2 separate regions of the Mus musculus genome follow, and region 2 is linked to region 1. The links are chromatin contacts, called in public Hi-C maps. All regions are on one chromosome and are shown on one strand. Each heading gives the region's core, a stretch centred on a gene start, on an enhancer-like site or on the middle of the called end of the contact. The rest is flanking DNA. Distances are from core to core; before and after follow the strand shown. Region 1 holds the start of Eif3m (eukaryotic translation initiation factor 3, subunit M). Region 2 holds the start of Elp4 (elongator acetyltransferase complex subunit 4).

Region 1 (4,501 bases), core at 1,467-3,966:
TGTGTGGTTATCAGCAGGGGTGACTCTTTACTGCTATTAACATACCAGTGACCCCATTTTATATCAGGCATAGGTTAGCATCAGCTAACCCCAGTTTCAACTGACTCTAAACTTTTTTTTTTAAGCATTTAGAATGCTTCCTGTCATATAGTAGATAGTACTTCTTGTACCATTTGTCTAAGGCAGATTTGTGTTTAAAGAAAAACCTTAAGATTATCAGAAAACATTTTATTAACGAAAAATAATGCTAGGGTCTTTTTTCAATTAAGAAATGAATTTGACAAAAAGTGTCATTGAAAAATTATAAAGGAGTATGCTGGCTAGTTTTATGTCAGTGTCATACAATTTATAATTACCTGAGAGGCAGGTACCTTCTTTGAGAAAATGCTTCCATAAGATTGGGCTTGCAAGCAAGCTGTAAGGCATTTTCTCCGTTAGTGACCAGTGGGGCAGGGCTCAGCCCATTGTAGGTGATGCCATCCCTGGCTGGTGGTCCTGAGCTCTACAAGAAAGCAGGCTGAGCAAGCTATGAAAAGCAGGCCAGCAAGCAGCAGCATCCGTGGCCTCTGCATCAGCTAGAGTCTTGATTTCCTTCAGTGATGGACAATGATGTGGAAGTGGAAGCCAAACAAACCTTTTCCTCCCCAACTTGCTCTTAGTCATGGTGTTTCATCATGGCAATTAAAACCTTAATATGACAGTTAATCCCTTAGTGATAGAAAGCTTGCTTAGTCCACACAAAGCCTTGGGTTTGGTTCCATCACAATAACATAAACAATAAATAAGTTGCATGCTTTAATTTTGTTCTCTCTGGAAGGTCAACCACCTGCTGGTACATAATTTTGTCAGAGAGATCAATATGTTTTTAGCGAATGAGTAAATATCTAAAGATTCAAATAATTTTGTCTCTATCCTTTTGAAACCTCCTTCTCAAAAGTCCCCTGAAGTCACCTCTTTTACTTCACAAAGTCATAGAATAAAGGAAATCAGAAAAAAGGGGCGAGTAAGGGACGGGGCTAATATTAAAATAGGGTTTTAAAATGTTCAACAAAATATATGTATTTTTAAAGAAAGACTTATTGATGAGTTAAAATAAAATACTGAAGAAAAAGCTGGCAACATTAACATTTGAAACAAATTTCCATCAAGAAAGGGGAAAGAAGCTGAAAGCAAGGTTGAAAAGTATTAATCTTAGAAAAAAAAAGTCACCTTTCAAAATTCAAAGCAAAGATTGCTGTGATGATGAGCAAGGGTTGCCCTCCAGCTTCAGTGCCCGGGCCTTGGCCTAGTTAACTAGTATATTAGTGTGTTTACAGGACCACTGGGTATCTTCTCCCTCCTGAAATTCTGAGAAGACCATTCTAATAAATATGTTCTGGCTCAGCGCCCCACTCTCCTCTTACACCCTCTCTTCTCTCCTCTCCCCCCTCAGAAATCTGCTCCCCTCTTTTCAACCAGTCTCTCTTCCTTTTCTTCCTTGAGAACGTACCCCCCCACACACACTCATTCCACATTGTAACCCAGTACTCCAGGAAGATTGTCTTAGTGTGCTTCCCATTGCTATGATAAAATATTGGCCAAAAACCGACCTGGGGAAAAAGGGTTCATTTCATCTGACAACTCTCAGGTTAACCTCCATCGCTGAGGAAAGTCATGGCAGGAACCCAAGGCAGGAACCTGGAGGTGGGAACTGAAGCAGAGGCTTGCTCGCTGCCTGCTGACTTGCTCCTTGTGGCTAGCTTGGCTTACTTTTCAATGCAACTCAGGGCCACCTACCCAGGGTGGCACCACCCACAGTGGGCTGGGCCCTCCCATGTCAATCATTAAGGAAGAAAATACCTGACAGGCCATTTATTGGGGACATTCTATCAACTGAGGATACCATGTGTATATTCTCTAATAAAGTCTGTTTTTACTTTTTCAGCCCACTTTTTAATTGCATTTCCCCCTTATTGTTGCATTTACAATGTTCTTGATCTTCATGGCTCCAAGTTCTGCATCCAGGTTCAATCAACTGCAGACTATAATATTCTGGAGAAATATCTGTGCTGAATACGCAGACCTTGTCATTCCCTAGAAAACAGAGGACATAGAATTTACATTGGATTAGCTATTTTAAGTGCCCTGGAGATGACTTAAAGTACACAGGAGGTTATATAGACACGAACTAAGCCATTTTTATGTAAGCGTCTTGAGCCCCATAGATTCTGGAATCCTTAGAGGAGGGATCCTGGAGTCAATCCCTAACATACACTGAGGCACTGTGTATTCTGGATAAGTCCTTATTAATTAAGTGGGAGCATTCTTTGAAAACTAGTCACCCTTACTTAGCAAGGAGCATGGCCTAGCAACTGGACCAGCAAACTGGGAAGCATAACACAGGGGAAAAAAAAAATAGTTCCAAGGCTTTAGGGACAGGGGGCACCTGGAAAGCTCTCAGAGGCAGCAAGAGCTCTCTAGGCTCCCGAAGCTTTGGCCCAGGTAGGGTTCCGTGACCCGCAGGCAGCAGGCGGGCAGAGGACACTTTAGCCCAACCCACCTAAGTTTCCGGGGAGAGGGGAAGATTTCAGGTAGGAGCCTGCGAGGAGCTGAAGCAGAGGCCCGCGGGGAGGAAGTAGTACTGTGGGCCCCGCCCACGAGGCCCGCCCTCTGTGGCTGACCCGGAAGCGGTTGTGCGTAACCCTGTACGGCACCGCTCTCTTTTCCGGTCGGCGTGTTTCTGGATCGGAGCGTCTTCCGCAGCCCGGCCTTCACCATGAGCGTCCCGGCCTTCATCGATATCAGCGAGGAAGACCAGGTGCACGATGCTGGGCCCTCGGGGCAACGGGTGCGGGGGATTCCCGGGACGGAGCCCGTGAGGGGGAGCGCGCTCTCCTGACCTGGGTCTCGGCGCGTGCGCGGCCGAGGGTCCGGATGCGGGCCCGGTGGGCGCCAGGGCTCGTCCGCAGTCGTCGATGACGACCCAGAACTTTTCGGGGACAGGGACCAGCGTCTGCTAAGTTCGCGTGTGGCCCGCAGGAGCAACTTTGAGCGTGTGAATGCGGGCCTTCCGCGGCCACAGGCGACGGTGGCATGCATTTTACTAGTTGGCTCGCGTTTTCTGTTCCCAGGCGGCTGGGAGGCAGGAGCATCTGGCGGGCCATCCTGGACACTTTGAAGTTCACTAATTGGGGTTTACACCTGGGTGTACAGGACAGATGGCTTCTCCTTTTTCTGTAACAGGAGGTTAATTGTTGGGATGACAGTCTTTTAATTTTCTACAACCCAAACTGTTCTTCGTGAGCATGCATACGCTTTTATAATACCCACTGACAGAAACTTGGGGTTCCATATGTTACACAGGAGAAGAAAGGAAGTTATGCACACATAGAAAGATGCCGCATTAAGAGTATTTGACAGCAGAGGAAGCTAGAGTTCCCAGGCATTGACTAGTATTTACCAAAAAGGTACTTCAGGCCAGGGGCTGAATAGAGCCTTGGCATTGGCCATATTGTAGAGTGTCTTGTTGTCAGCAAGAATGATATAAAAACATTAAACTTAACTAATTCTTAGAAAAAGATTTGTAAAGCAGGAAGTGAACAAATGCTTTCTTTACATCTTGGTTAGATTATATATTTGTGTCATAAAGAAAAAGAATGATTTCTGCTGTTATTTTGCTTTTTCTAATATGACACTTGAGTTTTCAAAATATCTTTTTTATAATACCATGCCATCTTCTGTATAAAATTACTATGCTATTGTTTGGAAAAATAATTCCATCAGACCTAAGGGTTTGTTAGGTTTCTGAGGTCACCAAACACATTTGTGGGATTAAAAATGTTGGTTATTTTCCCCAAGGCTCTTTTGGCTTTGTCCAGACAATTTGACATCCGTGCTTTTTCTTTCCCCAACCCCCTTCTTGTTTTGATATTTGGGAAGTGTTTCACTATGGCTTGTTAAACCTTGGCTGGCCAGGAACCTGTAGAGATCCCCCTGCCTCTGCCTCAAGTGCTGTGGTCACAGTTATATGTCACCTCACCCTGCCCACCACCTCACCCTGGCACCTGTGCATTTTCTAATGGAACGCTTTATACTGTGATTCTTTAAGTTTTTATTCTGTTAGCTTTAAGTCATCTACATTTCTGTTTCAGTGCATGAATGTTAAACCATCGAAGGAAAAACGTTGTTAAAGATCCTAACTAGAGAGTAAAGTAGGAAACATCCAAATGACTTATTTTAGTAGTTATTTTGATAGTACCAAAAGTGCTTTCTGCCTCTGAGAGTGATGTTATGTTTTAAGATATTTGTTATACAGTGCATTGATAGACAATTTGATACACATACACTTTCATGCAGGCTGCACTGACAGGCATTATCTTTTTATATTGGTATCTCCCAAAATGCTTGTCTCAAATGGTTCTCAAGTTATTAGCAAATGAATAGACTATTGTCCGGATGATGACTGTGATTTTAGTAGTGCTATTTATATATACATTTGACAGCTATAAAATTTTCACTTACT
Region 2 (4,501 bases), core at 928-3,427, 890 kb before region 1:
ATAAACACTGGAGACAGTGAGGAGCATGACCATACTAAGACCTTGAAGGGTTTTAGAATATAAAGTATATAGAACAGAGAAAGATAGAAGAGTCCACCACACAGGCTGACAGCTGTGTAACCCTCCAGCTGCCACTTACTTCTGTGGGGCAACACAAAGAAGTGCCACATAACTGGCACTTTTAAATGGCTCAAAGGAAAAGGAAGACCATGATGTAACATATAAAAAGTATTTGAAATTAAATTTCAGCTTCTAGCAAAGCTGTGCTCAACCATTAATGCCAGTCTCATGGTTTACTCATGGAAGAGATGAGAAGATTCAAGAGATTTTATTGTCTGCCAAACCTAAATTACTTACTATTTGGTCTCAGAGCTATCCACTTAAGACCAAACACAAATATACAGTAATTGTCATATTTCCTACTGTGACTCTAACTGGTGTTGGGTTTTTATGGAGAATAATAAAGGATAATCAAAAGAAACAAAGTATATTATCTGCCTAAAAGGAGTTTGACATCTAAACTACAAAGACTGGGAACTAGGATAGGAATTCTTTATTTGCTATTAGAGAAGGAATCCACCATTTTAATAAAATTATAAGATTGTATAAAAATTACAAGACTGGGTTTAAGCAGAAAGCAAGTGCTTAGCAGTTATCTGAGTGCCTTAAAAATATAAAGGCATGTGCTGTACCTACTGTCACCAGTGTGACATATCTGAAATGAAAACAAGCAACCTTTATCAAATCTCTCTGGTTGATGTGCTGCTAAACCACAAACTTTGTTGCCCCCCCATATGATTCTCTTATATTTGTTTGAAGTTTTTTTAATTATTATTTGTTTTGCTGATGCTAACTCTGAATATCTGATTCTCCTTTTCCAACTGTTTGGGATTATAGTCTCCTGCCCAAGCCCAAATATGATGCAGGAAAAAAGAAAGGGTGGGAAGGAGGAAGGGAAAGAGGGAATGGAAAGAAAAAACCGTAAGTAAAGGTGTTGTGGTGGCATTCACCTGTAAGTCTCAGGCAAAGGCAGGCAGACTTCTGTGAGTTATATACCAACAGGGCTACATAGAGAGATCCTGTCTCAAAATAAATGAATGAATGAATGAATGAATCAATCAATCAATCCATATATCATGTATCACCCATCACTGTCAGCAGTAATTAAGTGACACAAGTATTGACTTAGGTCTCTTTTTCCGTTCAAACATTGCTTATCTTGGATGTCTTCTAGAAATCACTTAACCAATTCCTCCTCCAGTTCACATATGAAAAAAAAAATCAGGTCTGAATTACATGGTTTTTTTTCTACCACAAATAAAACTCATAGTGTAGTAGGAACCCTCTCCATTCAGATTCAAATTACTAGAAAAATAAGGTACAAATACATCTAATTCCACTCAGATTTAGGGGAGAGAAACTTCAAGTAGTTTCCGTTATTTGCAGCTGCTTTGGAGAAGTGACAATTAAATGTGTGAACAAGGTTGTCAGAGTAACACTTGCCATTCACACTGCTTAGGAAAGACCCTCCGAGATTTCCAGAAACACTAATTAAAATTAAGAAAAGCTGCTCACGGGGACTTGTCAGAAAGGTATAGTCTGTGAGAGTGGGGGAAGAAAGCCCAATGGTCTCGAAGTTCATAAACGGAAGTTTCTAAGTAAAGTCTACCTTAACCCAACCCACCTAACCCTGGGTTCTCACTGCCTTAAGCCCAAGAGCTCACCAGCCACTGAAGTCACAGTTACTCCTGTCCAGACAGCTCAACCATTCGGGAAATCAAGGTTTCGAGGAGAGGTAGTGGTGGGGGTGGTAGGGATGGGGAATAACTTTCCTTAGAGACCCAAGAGGTGAGAGAGGCAAAAAGAGGCGTCTCTCTGCTAAACAGCAGGGGAGAGCGCCAACTCGCAGTGGCTTTAGAAGCCCTGGGGGCGAATCGCTTCTCTTTCCTTTCCTTTTAACTCGTGAACGTAGGCACTCGCAAATCAAGAATGCCGAAGGACGGTACCCACCTGCGGCCCCAAACACCAACAGAAGTTCCTCGGCCAGGACTCAGACGGACCAGGGCCGCGTACACCCCTCCAGCTTTACGCACCGCACTTTTCAGCAATAGGCCTTGCGATTGGTTGACCTGCAAGGAAATCTCAGTTCTATTGGCTGCCAATGGCGTGTAGGCGGGACTTTGGGGCTAGCTCTGACAGGCCCCCCGCTCCAGTTCCCAGAGTTCCGATTGGGTCATCGTAGGAGCTTCAAGATGGCGGCGGCAGACACTTGCGGCGCGGGTACCCTCAGCTCCCGGTCTGTGGCGTCCGAGGCGGGTCAGGGCGGCACCTCTAGTTTCCAGAGGAAGGGCAAGGCCTCTGGGGGCCCCGGAGGGGGCCCTCGGCTGCTGTCCATTGCTGGCACGCGACCGTCGGTGCGGAATGGACAACTGCTGGTGTCAACCGGGCTCCCAGCCCTGGACCAGCTCTTAGGTCGGTTCAGAATAAATATGTGGGCGCGTTCCAGGAGAAACTTGGGGGAGGGACTCCTGGGCAGCCCATCACCCCTGTGCTTGGCCCGGCCCCACGCACCCATTTCCTTTTTCCCTCTCTTCTTCATAAGCATGGTTAGGATGACCTGCCCTGACAGAGGAAGACTGGGAGGAAACTTGCATGGAGATGTCAAGAGGTGTGCACTAAGCCCGCCTTAAGACCCAGACTCCTTACTCTTCTCTGTTCAGCACCTCATTTCTAGATGACCATGGACTCCCTACATGCCATTACCCTAAAATGATTACTACTGAAAAAGAAACACATATGGAAAGGAATTGGCTTGTAGGATCCTCTGCTGGTGTCTTAGGACTCCTTCCTTCCAACCCCGGGTAGCTTAAAGCTGGGACTAACCCACAAAACTTTTTAGAGTTTTAAAGAAGGGTTCCTTTAGAAAAAGTTGAAAGTATTGCCCTCTTTCCCACAGCCTGGCTACTCATCTTAAATAGTAGAGCGGTATGGTTCTAAAGAGTGGATGTTAAAGATGCCTGTTGACTCAAAGAAATGACAGTCCTTGGTATTCAGATAGTTCTACACCCCACCCGAGTTTCTTTTTTTTTTTTTTAATTTTTTTTATTAGATATTTTCTTCATTTACATTTCAAATGCTATCCCAAAAGTCCCCTATGCCCTTATCCCCGCCCTGCCCTCCTACCCACCCACTCCCACTTCATGGCCCTGGCATTCCCCTGTACTGGGGCATATAAAGTTTGCAAGTCCAATGGGCCTCTCTTTCCAGTGATGGCCGACTAGGCCATCTTCTGCTACATATGCAGCTAGAGACACGAGCTCTCAGGGTACTGATTAGTTCATATTGCTGTTCCACCTATAGGGTTGCAGACCCCTTCAGCTCCTTGGGTACTTTCTCTAGCTCCTCCATTGGGGGCCCTGTGTTCCATCCAATTGATGACTGTGAGTATCCACTTCTGTATTTGCCAGGCACTGGCATAACCTCAGAGGAGACAACTATATTAGGGTCCTTTCAGCAAAATCTTGCTGGCATATGCAATAGTGTCTGGTTTTGGTGGCTGATTATGGGATGGACCCCTGCCACCCGAGTTTCTTAAATATGTTCTTATCATCTCTGGAATTTTTTGGGTTTTTTTTGTTTGTTTGGTTGGTTGTTTGGTTTGGTTTGGTTTTTTTTTTTGGGGGGGGGGGTCGAGACAGGGTTTCTCTATGTAGCCCTGGCTGTCCTGGAACTCACTTTGTAGACCAGGCTGGCCTCGAACTCAGAAATCCACCTGCCTCTGCCTCCCAAGTGCTGGGATTAAAGGCGTGCGCCATCACCGCCCAGCATCTCTGGAATCTTTAATGCAAAGCCTACTGAAGAATATACTTGTTTCATAGAACTGATTTGTTGAAAGGATTGATTAGTTAAGTTAGTAGGACAGGCTGCATTTCTGTCTGACTGCTGCTTCATGGAAACGTGTGTTTACATTTTGTAACCCTTTTTTATAGTGTTTATTATATTTCCTTTAAACTTGGTGCATTTGTATAATATATTGCATTTACCATTGCTTATTCTTGTTCTTCACTTGACATTTTCTCTGGGTTCTGCTCCAGGCTTTTCAAGTAAGTTTAGCAAAAAGGAAAGTCACAAGACAGGGAGCGCATCAGGAACAGCATGGTTTCTTGATTCTATGATTTCTTGTCCTAAATGTACCTTGATTGTTTTCTACATAAATTTAAAGTAGTTTGACATAATTGTTTCAAACCCACTCAGTTGTATGATACTGGAAACATGATGCAAAATGCATAGTAGGTAAATGTGTATTTCACTTTTTTTCCTGTTTGGCCTCAGTTATCCTAGTTTTGAACCCAAAGCTTAGAAAAGTTTGCTAGTTTTAGTGAACTCTCACCCAGAAAGAAACTAATCTGCAAGATTTAGTGACAGCAGATCTTTCCTAACAGTCTGACCTATCTTTTCTACCTCTTAAATGTCTATATTCTTAATTAAATAGAGGTAGGTG

The links. Hi-C and Micro-C count contacts between places; a contact is called where the count stands out from the background.
Region 2: a Hi-C map of pre-B cells shows a contact between it and region 1, with 6 times the contacts expected there. The contact joins the promoter of Elp4 here to the promoter of Eif3m in region 1. A contact is called at or near these places in 2 of 39 promoter capture datasets (erythroid cells and pre-B cells), 2 of 484 Hi-C or Micro-C datasets (muscle stem cells and pre-B cells) and 1 of 9 other capture datasets (adipose tissue).

Annotation. Positions count from the first base shown.
Region 1 is chr2:105,015,242-105,019,742 of GRCm38.p6, reverse strand. Eif3m (eukaryotic translation initiation factor 3, subunit M) reads left to right here and starts at 2,716. Exons shown (of 11, transcript NM_145380.2): 1 at 2,716-2,797. The coding sequence starts at 2,756. Gm38521 (predicted gene, 38521) reads right to left here and starts at 2,622. Exons shown (of 2, transcript NR_165821.1): 1 at 2,540-2,622; 2 at 1-2,073.
Region 2 is chr2:105,902,240-105,906,740 of GRCm38.p6, reverse strand. It overlaps Elp4 (elongator acetyltransferase complex subunit 4), which reads left to right and starts at 2,177. Exons shown (of 10, transcript NM_023876.4): 1 at 2,177-2,472. The coding sequence starts at 2,253. It overlaps Immp1l (IMP1 inner mitochondrial membrane peptidase-like (S. cerevisiae)), which reads right to left and starts at 2,103. Exons shown (of 7, transcript NM_028260.2): 1 at 2,011-2,103.